Regions from separate parts of the Capsicum annuum genome. Here region 2 is linked to region 1. A link is a contact called in public Hi-C data. All regions are on one chromosome and are shown on one strand. Each heading gives the region's core, a stretch centred on a gene start, on an enhancer-like site or on the middle of the called end of the contact. The rest is flanking DNA. Distances are from core to core; before and after follow the strand shown. Region 1 has its middle 100 kb from the start of LOC107863634. Region 2 holds the start of LOC107863629 (serine/threonine-protein phosphatase 4 regulatory subunit 2).

Region 1 (2,838 bases), core at 292-2,791:
CACAGACATAGCAAGCAAACACCGAATAATACCTATAAACATGTTTACTAGCATCATCATATAAGGTATAAAGGAAATTAGTCGACAGGGACTTATCGATTGATGATAACGGGTAAAAATAAGAAAATCAAATAATATCAAAAGTCAGACACGAATTCCCACGGACAGATTGAGACCAAAGCTCCAAAGGTAAAATGCAACTCAGAAAAAGAAATCAAGTAACTTTTTTTTTGCTTAAAGCTTTTGTACGAGAGAGTGTAGAGATTGTCCGTCTTCTCGAAGAATGAGAAGGGTTGTCTCAAAGAAAATGATTAAGAAATATTCAGGGAATCAATCAAGAGGAAAAAAGAAAAGGAAATAATAATCCAATCCCATCAATCAGTGAAATATTTTCCTTTAAAAGAGAGGGGAATTATAATCAAGTGTGATTTTTTTTTTCAAAACAAAATTTGTCTATAAGTGATAATATTTTCATCAATCAGTTAACTAAATCAAAAGAAAATGAGACATTCATGAAAATTAATCACGAAGAATCCTTTCCTTAATTAACGTAATTAGATAAAAATCAAATAAACAGATTACGATCGAATTAAATAACCAAGTAAAAAATATATATAAAAAGCAATGAAATAAAGAAGACAATCAATCAAGAGATTTTTCAAATGATAAGACAAGAAAAATCAATTTTACCAAAGAATATGTCGATCTGCCACACATTACCTGATAATTTGCACAAGTCAAGGATTTTAAAATCACCATAATTAGTGTTCAAAAGAGGTTGTCATTAGTTAGGCCATTAACAAGAACAGAAAAAGTCACTTAGACTATCACAATTCATCACAACAGATAAGACCTTATACTGATCAAGTCTCATAATCTCGATGAACAAGATCAGTACAAATGATTCAGCGGGAACTGGTAATCAACGAATGAAGGAACACAAACACAAAATTAAAGTTCACCAAAATGTTTTTCACATGCAGCAGTCTAAAGGAACTAATAAACAAGCCGAAACCACAATCACGTTTTCACAAATTTCAATCCAGGACATCAAGCAACACAGACAACAAAAATTAATCTGTAACAAGAATCAAACCCGAAATACGTAGTGGACCTCGTTGGTTGTCAACTCCAACGAGGAGGTGACGAAAAGTGCGGGCGTAAAGAGTTGCGGCTCGAGGCGGATCGTTGCTGGTTGGAGTCAGATGGACTGTTTTGGTGACGTGGGGAGGCAGCGGCGACACTGGTGGAACTTTCGGCTAGTGATGGCTGGCGGATCGGCTGAAAAAGGAGATAGTGAAAGGCGTCGGCATCAGCAGATGCGGATCGCCGGAGCATGGGGTCTCCTGGTGGTTTTAAAGAGAAAGAGGGGGAGAGAAGGGAGGTCGGCTGCTGCTGTTGCTGTCCAGAAGTCGGTGATGCCACTCGGAGAATGGCCGGGTTGCGTCGTCGGTCTCTCCGGTGGTGGCAGGCGGTTTGAAGTGTAGAGGTGAGGGGGGGGGGGGTGCCGATGCGGTTGCTATGCGGATTAGGGTTTGGGTAATTGTTGTTTAAAAGGAGAGGAAAGTTTATCTGATCTCAACCGTTGGATTAACTTCGATCAACGGTTGAGATTAAAATAATTTTAAAAATAGGTCAAAAGTTGGAATTAGATTTTATAGCCAAATTGATGTTAATTTGTACTACAATTGATGCAAATTGAGTACAACAATGGATAGAAATTAAAATACATAGGAGAATAAATTGAAATTGACTGTGAGAAAAATAATAAGACGCCGATATTTTAAAAAATACATTAAAAATTAATTTTACGTAAAATTATTATATAAAATTGTCAATAATAATAATAGATAATATATTTGTAAAAAATGTGAGTTTATATTTACGAAAAAATTTAATAAATTTTAATAAAATAATGTAGAATATTATAAATAAAAAGTAATAAAATAATTTGTATATGTTTAAATCATGAATATGACTTGTCGAAAATTATTTGATACCAAAATAATGTGTAAAAAAAGTTAGCTAATATTGACAAAATAACAGCTTAAGAGAGCATTGGGAGGTCAAAATTGGATGTCAACAACTGCTCCTTCGTTTCTTGAGAATGATGAAAGAATTGTCGAGCAACAAAAGTTGACGTAGTAGTCAATTTTGTCCGACCAAAAAGAGGATTTGTTGGAATGAAAATACAGGCGGATAGTTTTAAAAATAGTGTGACTGGGACTTTTGTTTTAAGTCGCCTACATATCTTTGGTTTTATAAGAATCAAGTCGTATGTAGTTCTAGATTTAGGAATGAACAATATTTCTAAAGAATGTTAATGATAGAGAATAGGGGCGTCAACAATGATATCATGGGTTGGTGTGATTGAAGTGAAGAGAATTTGAATAATGATAGCTCGAATAAACAAGATTAGAGTGGTTTTGAAATATGGAATGTGAATACGATTTAGGACATGAAAAATATAAGGTTTCAAGAACCCAATATTGTTCAATTAAGGTTCTTACGAGGACCCAATATCGTCTGTTAAGGTTCCACAAGAACCCAATATTGTTGATTAAGGTTCTACAGGAACCCAATATTGTTGATTAAGGTTCTACAAGAACACGATATTGTTGATTAAGGTTCTACAAGAATCCAATATTGTTGATTAAGGTTTTAAGGAACCCGATATTTTTTATTAAGGTTCTATAGGAACTCAAATTTGTTGATTAAGTTTCTACAGGAACCCAATATTGTTGATTAAGGTTCTACAGGAACCCGATATTGTTGATTAAGGTTCTACAGGAACCCAAATTTGTTAATTAAGGTTTTACAGGAACCCAATATTGTTGA
Region 2 (2,929 bases), core at 384-2,883, 420 kb after region 1:
TTAGGAATTTATTTAATTTATTTCCTTCATTTTCCGTTCCTAAAAAATAGGAAATGATGAGTTGTTATTAAATTTTAGGTTGCCGCTAATTTATTTCTTTAATTTTCTTATACATGAAAGATTTTACTATGTGTGAATAAATTATTTCTATGTAAAACATGCTTTGTATATTTATGGTATATTATATCATATACCATAAATATATAAATATGCTTAGTATGTTTCTTTATACTTTGTATTTTTATATATGTGTGTATATGGTATATATATGGTATAAACTTCATATATAACATATTTTGTATATTTATATTATAAATATGCTTAGTATGTTTCTTAATACTTTGTATATTTATATATGTGTGTATATGGTATATAAATGGTATAAACTTTATATATAGCATACTTTGTATATATTTCTATTATAAATATAATATTTTATATATTTATGGGTATAAATAAATATAATACTTTATATATTTATGGGTATAAATATAAATTAGCAGTAAAATAATGTCTTAAATAAGGGATAGAAATAATGATGAGAGAGAAAAAGAGATATATATTAATTAGGATAGCAGTAAGTTTTAAATTATAATTATCTTATTCTTTAAAACTGCTATATACGTAATATTGAAAAAGTAATGTTATAAGGAGAGTTTTATGTAAAAATTTAAAAGATTTGGGTTATATGTAATAATAATAAAAGTTGGAATTGGAGTTGAAAATTTGTGAAAACAACAAAAACCTGTTTTTCCTTTTCAGAAAAAATTTTCGAAATTATTTTTCGAATTTTCATGGCCAAACATCACAATTTCCAACTCCGAAATTTTTTTTCGAAAAAAAGGGAAAAATTTCCATGTCCAAACGGGCCCTAAATGTTACTCATAAATTTAGAAAAATTTCAAATATAAATGACATTATTTACTATGGAATCATTTGGTTGAGAACAAGTTATCTCATCATGTATATGGATAACTTATTCCATCACTAATATATAAATGTCTGTTTAAATTAGTTTTTGGCTTTTGACTTATAAGTCATAAATTATAAGTTAGAAATTCTAACTTATAGTTTTTGACTTATTCTTAGCATTTTAAGCCATAAGTTAAGATTTCTAACTTAAAACTTTAGGCTTATTTTTAGTATTTTACCTTATAACTAAATTCTTATAAGCATTTTTTAAATATACTCAAACACTTCAAAAGTACTTAAAAGTCAATTTTGACTTAAAAACACTTAAAATAAGTTCATCCAAACGAACTCATAAATGGTAGAATAAATAATCTGAGACTAACTAATACCTCAAACCAAACATAGGATAAAATAATCCTGCATTTTATTTAGAGAGTATGATACTTTATACATAAAATGATTCGTAATGGATACTTATTGCCAAAGTTACCTCTATAGGATCGCTTGGTTGGGAAAAAATTATCTCAGAATAATTAATCCTGAGATTAGTTATCCCACCATACGTATGGGATAATAACTTATTTCATTACTATGATATAAATGGTGAGTTTCAATATTAAGTATACTTCATAAATTTTATCCGAAAACTATTTACCCCTCATTCCTCACACCAAACGAGCCCTATGTGTTCTCATAGTCGTATGTGTCTTGGCCCGGTACTAATAATGTGTGAGTTGGGGCAAGTTAGAGCCATTACCGAAACCACACATATTGGTTTGACCCATACCCGACCCACCTAAACTCTAACACGGGTATAACTATAATAGTAAAGTACAACAAATTGAATACCAGATGAATTAGGGTTTAATCTTCCTTTTGTCCCTCTTGTTGGAGTGTGTGTGTATATATATATATGGATCCTCCTCAATCAGGTATTCAATTGATGGTTATAAGTAATTTGTTGGAACGCTGCTTTATTTATCATTTTTTAACTTCCATATCATATTCTGGCTCTCTACAGGCATGGAATCTGAAAAGGAGATTAAGAGTGTAATTGAAGTAATGGCAGCTAGTGGCAAGTATTGGTATGCTATGACAATTTCTTTCCCCTTTAAATTTGCAGTCTGAGTTAGTCCGCTTTTTCACTCCCGTGTAAATGGTTGTTCTTCTATCTATCTAAATCTTTTACCTGCATCTGAAATGGATGAACATGATTAGTGTTGATCAGGCAGCACAAACAAGCTCACTGCAACTTTAGCTAGAATTTTAAAAAGGACAGTTGGGTGCACAAAACATCCCCATAAATGACTGCTTCCATGGCAGAGACAACGTTGCTCCAAGTTTAGCTTGTATATCTTGGAGATAAAAGAATGTAGTAATACTTCTGCTATTAGATTGATATTTGTATTTCATCTATGAGTATTGTTGTATTCCTTTCTTATACTTTCCCATTCAAGTTTTTTCCTAAAACTGACATTATCTTGTACTACTTTGCAACTTTGCCTGCCTTGTTTTACTAACTCAATAAAGTTGGATTAGAACATACTTAGAAATATAACCGTATAGGTCACTTGAACATCAGACGTTTTTTAGGAAGAAGGTCAGATTCTTTAACCTAAGCCTAAAAACGTTATACTGGAGTCTATAGTTGGTTTGATAAGACACTTCTTTTAGCTATCAAAAGAAATTATAAATTTTGTACAAGTTGGTTGAAAGTTATTAAGCTGTTTATTGTGTTTGAGTACTTCAAAGAGCAGAGACTAGTTAAGTTTTGAGTTTGGTCTAACCAAACTACTCTTATAACTTGGATGTGCTCACCTGAATCTAATCCATAAATATGAGCAGAACCCTCTACTTCAAGCGTTAGTTACTAACATAACAAGTCACTGCGCTTGCAACATCCAAAAATCTAGTCTTGGTCAGCTTGGCCTGGTAAGGCTCTTATGTTTATCAGCTGCTATTTGCTCCATTATAGTGCTCAATTGGAAGGCTTAATGACATTATTGTTGTATCCCTG

What was found. Hi-C and Micro-C count contacts between places; a contact is called where the count stands out from the background.
Region 2: a Hi-C map of placenta shows a contact between it and region 1, with 4 times the contacts expected there. The contact joins the promoter of LOC107863629 here to the enhancer-like site in region 1. A contact is called at or near these places in 2 of 5 Hi-C or Micro-C datasets (bud and placenta).

The regions. Positions count from the first base shown.
Region 1 is chr3:100,284,255-100,287,092 of UCD10Xv1.1, forward strand. No RefSeq gene overlaps it. Among protein-coding and RNA genes, the nearest start is that of LOC107863634, 100 kb to the right of the region's middle. Within about 2 kb of position 1,542, at least 5 of the 5 cell types and tissues checked have an H3K27ac peak or open chromatin away from gene starts, as enhancers often do. A contact at or near this core is called in bud, where this site is marked.
Region 2 is chr3:100,703,993-100,706,921 of UCD10Xv1.1, forward strand. It overlaps LOC107863629 (serine/threonine-protein phosphatase 4 regulatory subunit 2), which reads left to right and starts at 1,634. Exons shown (of 7, transcript XM_016709647.2): 1 at 1,634-1,844; 2 at 1,934-1,997. The coding sequence starts at 1,826.